Linked DNA regions of Mus musculus: all the other regions are linked to region 4. Evidence: chromatin contacts called from public Hi-C, HiChIP or PLAC-seq and promoter capture Hi-C data. All regions are on one chromosome and are shown on one strand. The core of a region is the stretch at or near the end of the contact, and the rest is flanking DNA. Distances in the headings are between cores, read along the strand shown. Region 1 overlaps 1700026D11Rik (RIKEN cDNA 1700026D11 gene). Region 2 holds the start of Erv3 (endogenous retroviral sequence 3). Region 3 overlaps 5330413P13Rik (RIKEN cDNA 5330413P13 gene). Region 4 holds the start of Slc23a2 (solute carrier family 23 (nucleobase transporters), member 2).

Region 1 (3,499 bases), core at 69-2,568, 370 kb before region 4:
GGGGAGGCTTTTCTGGTGGCTTCCCAGCAGGCCTTGCTTGGCATAGTTTCTCCTTCTGGGCTTCTCTCTGTACAGTCCCCGGGGCTCATTCTCGCTGTCTTAGCTCTTAGCGGGGTTTTGTTTAAATCTGTTTTTAGCATGAAGGGATCTGGAGGAAGGGAGAAGAGCTATAGCCCAGGCTCTCATGATACCTAAAATCGAGGTATCAAACATTGTTTTCTGTACCTGAAAGAACACATAAATTGTGCAAATGATGCAAGGGACAGCTGGGCTAGGCTGGGCACTATGACAGCGCTGTGACAGTGCCCAGCCCAGCTGTACACACCTCCTCATACAGACCCCACGGCTATTTCTTCCAGTCTTTTTCCGCCCCTGCCATCCCCAGCAATCCTATCTGGCGAATTCCCATTCTCCATCCTTTCCCTTCTTCATATGTTGCCTATAGTTTTTGTTTGTTTTGTTTTGTTTGTTTGTTTGTTTTGCCTTGGTGCAGGCAATTTTGTGCATCTTTTAAGGGGTGTGGCCCTCCAGCCCTTATCAGGGACTTTGCTACATCGAAACATGTAGTTGTTTTTGGTTTGCACATCTCTACTGCTACAAAGGCGTTGGTCTCTCACACTGTTCCTACCATAGTTTGTCTCTCCTGCTAACGCACACTTTGCCGTTTCTTTTCCCCATGAATGCACAGTTTGCCGTTTATGTCTCCCGTTAACGTACAGCTGGGTTCCATTCAGCTTTGCTGCGCTGAGGACGATTCCCCCTTCCCCTCGGGTTCCCATGTCAAGATGTCTGGCTATGAAATTGCAGCCTCCACTTCACTGGTAAAGGCCAAAGTGACCCCACCAGTTTATGTCCTCCATCCCATCCCTGAAGTGCCTGTGAGTTATCCACGTCTAAGCAAGTGCTTTAGAATGGCTGCCCACGGGGGATGTAAGCCATGCACAAGGAATCCCCTCTCCTCTCCCTTCAGAGCCGTGGAAGCAGTTTTCACTGGCTTGGTGCTGTTTGCTCATCTTCAAGTGAGTCCCGGGAGGGAGGGGCTCTCCTGGAGACGCTCCCACTGAACGGACCCAGAGGTGCTCCAGGCTGTGAGGGCTTGGAAGGTTCTTGCTCCGTGGAGCCCCTCCACAACACTCAGGATCTAAAGCGACAGGAGCTTGGTCTCTGGAACTCGACCACGTGAGAGGGACTTCCTGACTCTGAAGACTGGGCCCCCCCGCCCCCCCCCCCCCCCACACACACACGGAGAGAAGATGAGCCTTTAAGCCCAGGGCGCAGCTGCTGCTCAGCCTGGTGTCAAAAGATAAAGACGCAAACAGGAAACCACAGGCCAACGCATCTTACTAATACAGATTCAAAACTCTTCAACAAAGAGATAGCAGAGGGATCTTGCAGCAGCACAAGATTAAGATCCTCTTAACACTTGAGGTTCACCCTTGGAACCTAAGGCATCAAGATGTGAAGGGCTAGACTCAGGGACAGGCTACCTCAAAAACAAGACCGATGCAGAAAATTAATAAGGCACATCTTAATGAGATAAATGTTTAAAAAACACATGGCCATCCCAATAGACACAGAAAAAGTATGGGGTACATAAATCTAGTGCCTCTTCATAAGGAAAACAGTTGTTGAGGGAGGACCAAAAAGAGAACACACCTCCTGCCGATAGAGGACACCCATGAAAGCCCACAGATGAACAGGAAGACGAGGATACCACCTTCGAGAGATATTTCTATTCAACAGTGAGTTGGACGTTCTAGGAAGAAAGTTGGCAAGAAGAAGAAACAAAAGGATTCCAACTGAAAAAGAGGAAATAAAACTACAGTTATTGACAGGACACTTCATCTTATGCCTAGAAAATTATGAAAATGTCACTAAAAACGATGGCTTGTCAAGACTGTAGAATGTAAATTCAATATATAAAAATAACCATTCCTCTATACTATCAACAAAAGCAATTTAAGAAAATGGTTCTATTTTTTTAAATAGCAATCACAGAAAGCAAAATATGTAGGAATACATTTTTTAAAAGTATAAAATTTATATTCTGCAAAAAATACAAAGCAGCATTCAAATAAAGAAATTTCAAGTAAGTGAAAAGACAGCCTTTGTTCATGGGTCAAAAGACAGAGCAGGGATGACTTCCCCACAGTGCTGTCATGAACAGGGCTGCTCCCCCCCCTCCCCCCCCCCCCCCCCCCCGCCCTCCACCAGTGCTGTCATGAACAGGGCTGCTCCCCCCTCCCCCCCCCCCCGCCCTCCACCAGTGCTGTGGTGAACAGGGCTGACTTCCCCACACTGCGGTAATGGCTAGGTTGTTTGTTGTTGCCGTTTTGCATTTTCTTTGTATTTCCTAAGATTACATTTTTTTCCATATTTCTTCACATTCTAAGTTTTCCTCCCCCAACTCCCCCCAGGTTCTCCCTACTGTTCCACCTCCCTACTCCACACCCTTTGTCTCTTTAAAAAACAAAGAGCCCAAGAAACAAACAAAAAACCAAAAATTGAAACAAACAAAACACCAATAAAACAAACAGAAAAACAAAAACAACAAAAACCACCTCCAAAGCCCAAACCTAGCAAAATGAGTTAAAAGAAAAAGCTTCTCCGAAAACACCGTTGAGTTGGTTTTGTGTTGGCCAACTACGCTTGGCATGGGGCCCACCTGGGTGCACTCAGTGATGCTCCACTGGAGAAAACTAATTTTTCCTTTGCAAGTAGATATCAATTGCAGGTAGTTTCTTGGTTAGTGGTGGGAACCTGTGTCCACTTCTGCCACTCAGTACTGGCACCCTGTCTGGCTTGGACCTGTGTAGGCTCAGTTTGTACTGCCACAGTCTCTCTGAGTTCATAGGTGTGCAGTCCTGCTGTGTCTGAAAACCACTGTTTCTTGGTGTCCTCCGTCCTTTCTGGCTCTTATCTTTCTATCTTCTCTTCCACAAAGAACCCCGAGCCTTAAAGGAAGGGGTTTGATGAAGACATCCTATTTAGGCTTGGGCACTCCAGTCTCTCACTCCCTACACGTTGTCCAGTTTTGGGTCTCCATGTTAGGTTCTATCTACTGCAAGAAGCAGCTTCTATGAAGGTGGCTGAGTGAGGAGAGTGATCTGTGGTTGTAACAGGATGATATTAGGAGTCGTTTTGACTGCGATGTTCCTTTAACAGAAATACCAGAACCACGATCTATCCATCTCAGGTTCTTGGCCACTCTAGTAGTGTCAGACATGGGCTCCATCTTCTTGAGTGGGCTTTAAATCCAATCAGAGTGGCTGGTTAGCCTCACAATTAGTGGTTGGATAGTTTCCTGTTGCACTAAGACTATCTTTTAGGTAGGTCACTGTGTAGGTTTGTAGTTGGGTCAGTGGATATCATTCTCCTCTGACAATGTTCAAAGTACCAGTGCCACGAACCCTAGTCAGTAGAAAGTGAAGCCTCTACTTGGGGACCAGCTTGGCGTTTTTTGTGTTTGATGAGGTATGTGTTGTCTTCAGCAATACAT
Region 2 (3,733 bases), core at 56-2,555, 290 kb after region 4:
TCATTTCCATCATGGAAGTTTAGAGGACCAGTTCCAAAACTGTCCAGAGGGTTTAGCTTCTGGACTGGAGTTCGGGTCACACTCTTTGTATACAGCCTCCAGACAGGGTAGCTCACTTATGAGAAGCTGGATATAGAATTTGAGCCCTCGTCTGACTTGCCAGGCCTCCAGCCAAGACACAACCAAGGGCATTATAGAATGAGAATGATTTGTGTTCCGAGTCTCTGTCCCGAAATCTTCCCAATCAGTTCCTGTATCCTGTTCTCATCAGCATGGCCTGTCAGAGTCTGAGGATGCTGTACTTAGGGCACCTTCTCATCGGGAGGGTGATATGCTTCTCCTGTTGAAGGCAGACCAAATTTCAGAGACCTGCAGGGGAGTTGAGGACCTTAAATGGCGTCTGGCTGTCACCAATTGTGTTCTGACTGATCGGTAGAGGCAAACAGGCCAAGAAATCACTTATTTTGACTCTTTTCCTTTCTCTTTCAGATAGTTTTTGCTATATAGCTTAGGTTAACCTTGAGTTCATCATCCTTCATCAGATTCTGGAGTGCAGGGATTCCAGGTGGAAGGTACCATGTCTAGGTTAGGAAATCATTTAGGAGGCTAAGAATGAAAATTAGGAGGTCCTTTTGGCTTTGTCTGGATGACAAGAGGTCAACTGGAATCTTATCCAAGTCACAGGGACAGCAGAGTCCTTTGTAGTAAGCCATTTCTCACTCACAAAGAAGCAGAGTGTGGGATGTGAGTTCTTGACCATCACTGTTCTCGAGGTCGCAAGGTACAGGTGCGATTCAGCATGCTACCCACCAGTTTCTCAGTCCCCTCTCTCAGACCTGCAGATTCCACTATTTCCAGCAGTAACCTTGAGGGATGGGGCCTGGGGCTGCTGTCTTTAGCAGACCATTCCTATACTATGTGAGATTCTGGCAGTGTGATGGCCAACATTATGTACAATTGCTCTCTACCTTGTAAGTTTTTGTAAAGTTTTTGTTACCCTGTCAGCTAACACTCCCAAGATGGATAACTTCCTGGAGTATTTGGGCTGTTCCTAAAACTGTCTGATGTTGTAAAAAGTTTGACTGCCTCTGCTGTTCTTACACGATAATGGGTCACAAGGCTAACTGCTGATTCTACTTCTGTACCAAACGCTTGATTGCTCAAGATAACCAAGGCATCTGCAAGGCATCGGTAATAAAAGTTTAGCTCTGCCTGCATGTAGGCAGCGTGTGTGCCAACTCAACCCCCACATTGTAACCTGTGGTTTTTTGCCTTTATAAACCCCAGACTAACAGTAGCTGGGAACACACTTTGAGAATCCCAAGTCTCCGGTGTGTAGCTGGCCAGTATCTAATAAAGGTCCAGAACATCAGGAGACTCCACGGAGATCCAGGCGTTCAGCCCGATTCACGTTCTTTGCTGATCAGCCTTGATCCCAGGGCTTTCGGTGTACTGAGAGCCAAGACTTTTCTCAAGCCGAAGGAGCCACCAGCCCTCAGCACCTAGATTCCACTGAGGAGTCTGGTCTTCTGGAAGCTGAGAACATTTGGATAAACCTAACATTTAGAGGTGGCCGTCGACAGGTTCTCCATGCCTGGATTGTAGAAGAGTGGCATCGGGAGCCCTCTCAGAGGTAAAGTTACTGCTGGTAGCAGGCATCTGTCTGTGAGATTCATAGGAAAGCTGGACGCAGAGTTAATTCCTGAGTCAGAGGAACCACTGGGCCCTAGTTGCTTCCTTCTGGAGGCAAGGGAAGGCTGACGAGAAGCATTAGTGCCAAGTGGGAGAACACTGTGGCTTTGTGTTGTGTGCCTTACTTTTTGTGTCATTTCTTGTCCTTGAAGAAATTGAAAAGATGGGGGAAAAAACCTTCCACCCAGAAACCCCCCCTGAGATCTGAGGAAGTTGCATTTTAAGGACTTCCAGAGAAAAGCCCCAGGAGTGCAGAGAACAGAGCTATTCAGGAAAACTAACTGTCTTCTGCTCCCTCCTTTAGCCTTCATTTCAGGTGGGCTGGCCTGCTGAAGGCTTCTTCAAACTTTCTCTTGTTTACAGAGTGCAACAGGAGGTCTTTAGAAAACCAGGAAACCGGGACCAACTAGGCAACATTCTGGCCTGGGGGTTCCTGGTGAGGAATTTCTATCCCAGATGAGAGAGTAGCAGCCAACTCAGTCCCCTAATGACGCCAGTTTTGTTTCAGAAGAATTAAAGACCAAGGGGTGGGACAAATTTCAGCCTCCAGCCCCTACCATCCCCATCAGAAGAAGATGGACCACCACCCTGTGTGGCTGGGGCACCAGCCAGGGACTGTGACACCAGAGGCATCCTGAGTCCCCTCACACCCGGGGTGGGACCTCTTCCTGACCCATCTCCTGGCCATTCACTATCCTCCTCCTTTCTCTTACAGACTGCATCCCTGCCTGCTCTCACTGAGGTAGGATAGAGTCACCATGGCTCCCCTCTCAAGACACATCCTACCATGCCCCTGCCATGCTTCCCCCAGGTCTTTGCCTACAGCTATCCTCCCTTTGAAAGAGATCTCCACACACTCAGGGGCCACTCAGGATGAGGAAGCTGGGAAGGGCCATCAATCAATTATAGCAATGGTCCCTTCTCCACTAGTGATCTGTATAACTGGAAACTCAAAATCTCTCTCTCTTTCTCAGAAAAAAACCCAAGGCTTGATCTTTCTGCTAGAAATGGTGTTTTATATCCATCACCTACATGGGCAGATTGTCAGCAGCTACTTCAAACTCTCTTCACCACAGAGGAGAGGAAGGGAGTCTGGTGAAAGGCCCAAAGTCTTGGGAAATGATGGGAGGGGTCAGCTATTGATCTGGTGGCAACTGGAGACATTTTTCCTTCCTGGCAACCAGACTGGAATTCTAATTGTCACAAAGGTAGGGAGTCTGTCTGTTAACCTTTTTCACCAGACTCTGTAGGGAAGTCTTGAGGCTGTAGCTAAGTGCCCCATGAGTTGTCTAAAGTAGGTCAGATAACTCAGGGTTTAGATGAGTCACTGTCTGCTTTCTGGAGTGCCTCCTAAAAGCTTACCCAATTTACACACCCCATGGACCAGGAGGTTCCAGAAAACCAGAGCACTGTCAATATAACTTTTGTGTCTGGATCAGCATCAAACATTAGGAGAAAGATTTAGAAAACAGAAGGCTTTGAAGCATAGGCACTATCAGAGCTAGTCAAGATCATCTCCTGGGTATACAGTGACAGTGGCAGACTAGGAAGCCAGCTAAGATTATGGTGGCATCTTGCCAGGGAGAAGAACCTCAGCATCCACGATTTATGAAAGAAGGACCAAAGCCGAGGGAAATGGATTCTGGGAGAGATACTCCCTTAAAGAAAGGCCAATGCACCTATTGCAAAGAAACCGGCCATAGGAGAAGCAAATGTCTCAAACAGAAGCAAAGGTCTGCATTGGTGCTCCAGCTAGATACAGACTGACGGGTTGGCTCAGTCACCACCTTCCCACCACCTCCAGCCCAGGATAACTCTGAAGGGGACAATGTTTCCTGTCAATTTCCTCGTGGAGATCAGAGCCACTTACTTGGTTTTAAAGCAGGCAGCTGGGCCAATAAGTAAGAAACAGATTTGTAATACAAGGAGCCACTGGCTCACAAATTTGTTCTTGGGCCACCAAAAGAACTGTGGACCTGGGAAAGGGGACTGTGACCCACTCTTTCTTAGTCATAGCTGAGTGCCCATACCCCTCTATTGG
Region 3 (3,256 bases), core at 152-2,651, 320 kb after region 4:
GTAACTACATCCTATACATTTTTATAGTGTGGAATCTTCATTCCTAAACTCAAAAAGTTAATGTGACTAGGAAGAGCTAATTTAATGGCCTAAGGGTAGTGCAGAGACAAGTGAGACTCGGGTCTCTAATATGTACAAACTCATATTAAGTCTATGACTGATTCTACCCTAAGTGTTAAGTATTTACTATTATAATGATTATCAGGCATCTCGTGATAAATAGGCCTTGCTATTCTTAGTGCTGGTCTTAGACCTGACAATCTCCTATGTGCTTTATTTTCGGTGTGGTCTTGCTATACTGAGAGGTGATGCCCTTTCGCCAAGATTCCTGCTAAACGATGATCTTCTCTCTACAAGCTTAGGCCTTCTTATTCTCCCTTAGGGAAGACTTTTGATCCTAGAAGAGAAGTCTGTCACCTGTGTACTCCTGAAATATAGGTGACAGAAGATAGATTGCCAGTCTTCATCAACTCTTAAGATGAAGAGATCTAAGTCTCAGAGGGAGAAGCTGAGGCAGAGTAGGAAAGGACAATTAGGAGAATATGGGAAGGAAATGAGCCCCTACCCAAACTCTGTCTGACCGCAGATTCTCACCAGCTGAGAATTCCCACACAACTAAGGACAGTTGCTCAGTCTGTCTCTGCTACCCTCCCTGTTAGAGGTGTGTGGTAGAGTGCCTGATATAAGAATATTCTCCTCTTTTGTTCGGTCTCCAGCATGACAGCATGACATATCCCCCCCCCCCCCCCAGCTAACAATGAAATAACGAGGGGAATATGCTTCTATACCCAACCCTATCCCCCTACCCCCCTTTCTTTCACATTTTCACTTTGAATTCTTTCTCATTTTAGGAAACTGATTCTCTTGGAGGCTGGGCGACCATCCAGGGCCAATCTGGGGACAGATTGGGGAATCACACAGTTATATTAGTATCTGTAATTTAAAGACTCACTTGACTTAATCATTAAAATTCCCGTCGTTGCTACAGAATCAGGGCTTGTTGTTGTTGCATTTGGAGAGAAATATTCAAGGACCCAGTCCCAACTTTGATGTAGACATTACCTGTGACTTAGAGCCAGGTCAGGGCCACCTGAGGTTAAGAAGTAGAAGAAAGCGTTTTTTTACGAAAGGGTAAGTGCCTTCTGGGTCTCAGGCACCATGCTTGGGGATGCTGGGGAGTCATTTCATATGTAAACTACCTGGATGGGCCGTGAGGATCCCACCAAAGCACCAAGAAAGAACAGCCCATTCCTTTTCTGACTGGAAAATAGAGCCCACTTCCCCTAGCGCCGCCGGTGAAAGAAGCCTTTCTTTGAGTGTGCAGCGGCACCAGAGGGCGCCTGGAAGGAAGAAAACCCTGGGTCTGCTTAGACCTTTCCTCCTATTGCAATGGTTTCCTTGAGCCCAGGCGGTCCAGAGCGCAAGCCAAGGTTCCACAGAAGCCCGCACAGAGGACAGAGGGCTGCTGTATTCAGCACTGTGATCTCCTGCCAAAAAACCCGAACCCCACAGGCTGCATTTGGAAGGACGTCCCCTGTCCAACCGCACCTAAGACAGCTTGAAGGAACTTGAAAGGTGGAGGGGTAGAGTGACCTTCTAAGCTGCCTGGCTACCCGACAGCTACTGGACACTACTCTTCCAGAGATAACTGGAAGTCTAGCTTTGATTTTCCATCATGGCTAAGCAATACTGGAGCTGTCCCTTGATCCTCCCACTGCTTTGTGAAATTAGAGTGGGTGGCCCAACCACAAGGCTGGGATACTTTGAATGAACCGATTTTTTTCCTTTTTTTCTTTTTCTTTTTCTTTTCCTCTTTTCTTTTCTTTTTTCTTTTTTTCTTTTTTGGCTTTCACTGTCATGGTGCAATAGTTTGAAAATCAGGGCAAGACTTCCGGAGGGAAAATGAGATCATCTCAGAGAAAATGCTCAGCAAGTGCCCCCTGGTGGTTGGTTTTTAAATTTTGCTCTTGATTGACAATGGTTTGTATTTATGGGGTACAATGTGTCTGACACTCTTATGCTAACGAAATAAGCTTTCTGTATTCGGTTGTTCTCAGATGACAGAGACTGTTTATATGTCTTCATAGAGACTCCTGCACACACACACCTTCCAGCTGCTTGTCTCCAGGATGACGGGGCTCCATCCTTCTCAGTTTGTCAAGGGCCCCCCAAAGTGTGTTAGTGTAAGATTTGGGGTGTTGGGTGATGTGATTTGGTTTAATACTATTTGAGGGGCATAGCATAACCTGAATTGGGGAATCTTTGGAGAAGTAATGTTATTGAAACCTCAACATGGGAATTGTAGACCCTTGTCATTCAATTTTACTAACACTTACCAGGGCAGGTATGGCACCCCACCAGAGATGCAAACCCACCACTCCTTCCACCCCTACATCCACCCTTTAAAACTGTACCAGCATGCCACTCCTCCGTATACCTCCCAAGCTGCCCTGTTCCCTAAGTATAGAATCTGGACTGTAGCTGTTTCATTCTCTCTCACTGCTCATGAGGAGAGACCCAAGCCTTACCATTATCTTTCCACTGAGCCTTTATGTGAAAATCCACATTGCTTTCTTTGAAGTCAGAGAAGACATGTTGATTGGCATATGTCTAAGTTCTGTCCACCTTCTTGCTCCCTAGAGGGCTCTGAGCTGTCCAGCCATTGGTACCCACCCATCAGCACTGTTACCCACCCATCCCCCATCAGCATTGGTACCCACCCATCCCTATCAGCACTGGTACCCACCCATCCCCCATCAGCACTGTTACCCACCTCATCAGCACTGGTACCCACCCATCCCCCATCAGCACTGGTAACTGCCCTACCACCACTAGCACCACCACCACCACCACCCAGGCTGCCGTATGCTTCCCTCAAGGTCTCCCTGCTTAGCCTCCTGCTCTACCGTTCTCTCCCAGGTTTCAGCAGCAGCTGCTCTTGATCCGCCTCTCTGGCTCCTGCTTACTTGCCTTGGGGTTTGTGATGATCATAAGATCTCCAGCTACCACCCCTCTAGGCTTTGTTGCTGGGGCCAGGCATGGCAATCAGGACTTACAAACAGAACCTTATTTAATTCTCATAATTGCCTTATGTGGGAGGTTCTATTACAACACTCACTTTACAGACTAGAGAACGAAGGCTCAGAGAGACTCAGTAACCTACCCAATAGCCCACAGCTAAGTTGGTAGCAAAGCAGACCTTGAACTTGGGTCTAATATACAGCTGTTAGTTGATTGCCACCCTGGGGACTGTTAC
Region 4 (3,456 bases), core at 305-2,804:
ATGCAGGAAACCAGGGAGGGAGGGGGGAAACCCGGAGTGAGGTAGTGCTTTAGGATTGGAGGTAAAACTATAAAGGGGGAGTTAGGGAGTGGGAGACAATATATATGGGGGGAAATGAAGAAAAGAGATGAACTGAAAAGATCAGGGGTTCTTGATCTTGGAACAGGCCTTCTATTCCAAAAGGTTCCATATTGTGGAGCAGAACACACACATTATGTTTTTAAGGGTGGCTGGAAACTCTGGCATAGAAAGAGTTGTGTGCTTCTCTGGTGCTGGTTACAGAATCATCTCTTTTCTTCATCTTCAGTGAAGATGAAATACTAACCTATGGTCTTCCAGGGTATGCTGGATTTTACAATTCAACTTACTGTTTTTTAGGGTTTTTTTTTTTTTTTTTTTTTTTTTTGAGACAGGAGTCTAAGTAGCCCAGGCTGACTTCAAATTCATCGTCTTCCTGCCTCTGCCTGCAAAATGCCGGGATTACAGGTGTGCACCACTAAGCCTCACTGGTTTTATTTTAGTGTGAGACTTAGAGAATTATATATTGATTCTCTCAGCTCGTCCGCACTAGCCTACTTTATAAAATGCCCGTCTTTGCTGGTTACGGCATGCCTCTATTGATCAGTGTGCTACCAGTCCTCAAGACTGCCAAACATAAACAATTCAGGAATAAAATCTGCTTTTTGTTTTTAAAGATGAGGTCAGCTGTGGTCGACCATTCTTTATGGCTCTCCGGAGTTGCTTGGGGATGAAAGGAATTACTGGGTTAGAAAAACAACCAAGACAGTGGTTTCAAGATGGAAGACAGAAGAGAGAGCTAATTATTAGGGTTTTGTTTGTTTTGGTGGAGGTAAGAACGTGGTTTAGTTACAAGTTAGTATCTTAGACCACCGCCTGCAGCATCACCTAGAAACTTCCTGGAAATGCAAATTTCGAAGCCACACTTCAGTTTCAGCACCGCTGGGGGTGGTACCCAGTTTTAATGATGCCCCCCTGGGCAAGACTGCCCGGCCTAAGTGCTATGTGTTTATTGACACGCGGCCTTTTGACTCACAGCCTAAGTGCCCATCCAGCAGGCATTCCTTGGGGGGTACACTTGAGAAATACAGAATAGCAGGTTGCCCCCAAACCCGCTCTATCAGAACACACGCCCCAGAGAAATCAAGCCTGGTGTGTCTTCTCCCGCGTCAGCATAAGCAAGGAGGCTCTCTTTCCCCAGCGAGTTCGGAAGCCTGACGGCCCAATTGGATACGCCGCGAAATTGCTTTAAAGCGGGTTACCCACTGAGCCGGGTACACTGCACCCCTCTCGCTGTCACCCCACAGCTACTGCAGGGCTTGGGGTCCTGCAGGGTAGAAAGGAGGCTCTGAAGGGGAGAGCCTGCGAGCGTCGAGCATCCTAGGCGGCCCCCCCGGAGCAGGTGTGTGGGGAAGGGTCTGCGGCTCGGCGCCCCGGGGCGCGCGGGCGGAGCCGGGGGTCGGGCGGGGAGGGGCCGGCGCGCGGGGCGGGCGGCTGCGCGGCTCCCGCCCCCGGCCCGCCCCTCCGCGGCGCCATTTTGCAGGCGGCTGCCGCGGGGACCCAAGGCGGCGGCAGGCACTGCGGCGCGAGCGGTGCGATCGGCGGGACGCGAGCCCAGCGAGCTGCAGGCAGGTGAGAGCCGGGCCGCCGCGCCCCACGCCCCACGCCGGGTCCGCGGCAGCACCTGCCGGCAGCCCCGGTTGCTCGCCGAGCCCACGAGGCCGGCCCGCGCGGCCCCCGCGCGCTGTCACCCACCCGCGGCGCGGCCTGCGCCCCCACGCCGGCTCGCGCGGCCCGGCGGCCCCGGCTGCAGTGTCAGGCCGTGCGTCCCCGGCGCTCACTGCCGCCCCGCCGGGTGCCCCCGGGACAGCCACCGTGGGCTCGCCGTGCTGCGTGGCTTGCTGCGCGCCCCTCCCCAGGTGGTGCGCCCCGCATCCCCGCGCCCGGGGATTCAGGGTCAGCCCGAGGGGCGGGGGATGGCGGTGCTGTTTCCAGTCTGGCTTCCTTCCCTCTTTGCGGAAGGCGACACGGAGTAATTTTAGATGCCGCTGCACCAACCTTGCGACCTTTCACGCTGGCCTGCCCCGCAGGGGTCCGGGGTCGCCTTGTTGCCTGCGCTCTTGACCGAGAAATTGACATTGGAGTGTGATAACTTGAAGGTGAAGAATTGTCTTCATCGTTTGGCCGGAGATGTCCCATTAGATGTGTAGCCTATGGGAACTCGGCCTTCATTCCGGATGAGGGGCTTTAAGCGGGTCTGATGGGAAACTCCTGATTTTCAGCGCAAGGGGTGAGGGCAAGTGCACAGGGAAGAAAGTTAGCTTTTTGAAGGCTACTTGGGGTTGGGGCATTTGTAGTAGCTGTTAGTCTGCTTTTTGCGGTGCTGGGAGACCGGATGATGGCGAAGATGCTATCCCTTCTGACGCTTGGGTCCTCTGAACTAAGGCGGCCAGGGATGTGAGGATCTGGTATCTGAGTCCTGAGACAGCCTGGTTTGAGCTGTCATTAACTGGCCATGTGACTTCCCTTAGGCAGTTTTCTCCTTTCTGAAGGCTAGGCTAGGTGGCTGAAATTTTTCTGTTTTTTGTTTGAGTGCTATTGGGCTGAGGCCTCACCTGCTCCGTTTCTCTCATCTGCCCTTTCATCTTGTGTGACTTTGCTGGCCTGCTCCTTTAAGGTGTTTGACTCTGGTGAAGTTTGTGAGAGGCCTTCTTCACCTCTTAGAAGTTCAGGATTCTCTGCTGGGTTATAGTTGACCTTATCAGGGTCACTTTAGAACTACTCTCTATGCTTAGCTCATCCAAAAGTTAATAGCTTTGGGCAGTTGAGGCTGTCCACCGTGTTAGCACTCATGACACACCTGGTAGTTAGTTAAAAGGAGGCCCTGAGCATCCTCAGGCAGACATCAGCGAGGCATGAGGTATCTGTTCTCTAGACAATGTCTTTTGCTCAACTGTTAACTGATTCTTTCTTTTTATACCAGAGTATTTCCATCACCCCGACTCCCACCACTGTTTTATTCTTGTGGGAAGTAATTTCTGTAAGAAAGTAGGTGTTTGCCCGGCGGTGGTGGCACGAATCCTTAATCCCAGCACTCAGGAGTCACAGGCAGGATTTCTGAGTTCAAGGCCAGCCTGCTCTACAGAGTGAGTTTCGGGGCAGCCAGGGCTACACAGAGAAGCCTTGTCTTGACCACCACCACCTTAAAAAAAAAAAAAAAAAAAGGGAGGAAAGAAAGTGGGTGTTTGAGTGGCATTTTTTTTTTTTTTTCTTTTTGTCCTGGCTGACCTGAAACTTGCTCCAGGCCAGCCTCAAAGTCAGGGAGAGCTTCTAAGGTCCAGTTTAAAGTTCCACCCCTTGCCCCTTACTCCAGATACTTGCCTGGTACTTAGTTTTCTGAGTATGGCACATTATGCTGAGATTAAAACCTCTACTAAA

The links. A called contact is a pair of places that touch in the nucleus more often than the background predicts. HiChIP or PLAC-seq counts read pairs in DNA pulled down with a chosen protein or histone mark. Capture Hi-C pulls out chosen DNA fragments and counts their contacts.
Region 1: a contact with region 4 is called in a Hi-C map of CD4 T cells, with 2.9 times the contacts expected there. The contact joins the enhancer-like site here to the promoter of Slc23a2 in region 4. A contact is called at or near these places in 4 of 484 Hi-C or Micro-C datasets (B cells, CD4 T cells, the G1E-ER4 cell line and 1 more).
Region 2: a promoter capture Hi-C map of liver shows a contact between it and region 4. The contact joins the promoter of Erv3 here to the promoter of Slc23a2 in region 4. A contact is called at or near these places in 7 of 39 promoter capture datasets (the 3T3-L1 cell line, the C10 cell line, cranial neural crest and 3 more), 1 of 15 datasets of contacts at CTCF or cohesin (the NIH/3T3 cell line), 5 of 115 datasets of contacts at active chromatin or transcription factors (embryonic stem cells and epiblast stem cells) and 1 of 9 other capture datasets (liver).
Region 3: a contact with region 4 is called in an H3K4me3 HiChIP or PLAC-seq map of embryonic stem cells, with 4 times the contacts expected there. The contact joins the enhancer-like site here to the promoter of Slc23a2 in region 4. A contact is called at or near these places in 7 of 39 promoter capture datasets (the C10 cell line, HPC-7-derived erythroid cells, cranial neural crest and 3 more), 9 of 15 datasets of contacts at CTCF or cohesin (CD8 T cells, the G1E-ER4 cell line, the NIH/3T3 cell line and 4 more), 80 of 484 Hi-C or Micro-C datasets (the 63-12 cell line, B cells, the BV-2 cell line and 33 more), 30 of 115 datasets of contacts at active chromatin or transcription factors (CD8 T cells, the SCID.adh cell line, T-cell acute lymphoblastic leukemia and 15 more) and 3 of 9 other capture datasets (adipose tissue, embryonic stem cells and liver).

What each region holds. Positions count from the first base shown.
Region 1 is chr2:132,510,375-132,513,873 of GRCm38.p6, reverse strand. It overlaps 1700026D11Rik (RIKEN cDNA 1700026D11 gene), which reads right to left. Exons shown (of 4, transcript NR_028286.1): 2 at 1,657-1,799. Among named protein-coding and RNA genes, the nearest start is that of 1700026D11Rik, 21 kb to the right of the region's middle. Within about 2 kb of position 1,318, at least 100 of the 459 cell types and tissues checked have an H3K27ac peak or open chromatin away from gene starts, as enhancers often do. A contact at or near this core is called in B cells and the G1E-ER4 cell line, where this site is marked.
Region 2 is chr2:131,857,319-131,861,051 of GRCm38.p6, reverse strand. Erv3 (endogenous retroviral sequence 3) reads left to right here and starts at 1,305. Exons shown (of 2, transcript NM_001166206.1): 1 at 1,305-1,633.
Region 3 is chr2:131,826,911-131,830,166 of GRCm38.p6, reverse strand. All of the region lies in intron 2 of 5330413P13Rik (RIKEN cDNA 5330413P13 gene), which reads left to right. Among named protein-coding and RNA genes, the nearest start is that of 5330413P13Rik, 19 kb to the left of the region's middle. Within about 2 kb of position 1,401, at least 78 of the 459 cell types and tissues checked have an H3K27ac peak or open chromatin away from gene starts, as enhancers often do. A contact at or near this core is called in the 63-12 cell line, adipose tissue, cerebral cortex and 5 more, where this site is marked.
Region 4 is chr2:132,143,206-132,146,661 of GRCm38.p6, reverse strand. It overlaps Slc23a2 (solute carrier family 23 (nucleobase transporters), member 2), which reads left to right and starts at 1,554. Exons shown (of 16, transcript NM_018824.2): 1 at 1,554-1,650. Gm14051 (a long non-coding RNA gene) reads right to left here and starts at 3,083. Exons shown (of 3, transcript XR_866753.3): 1 at 2,077-3,083.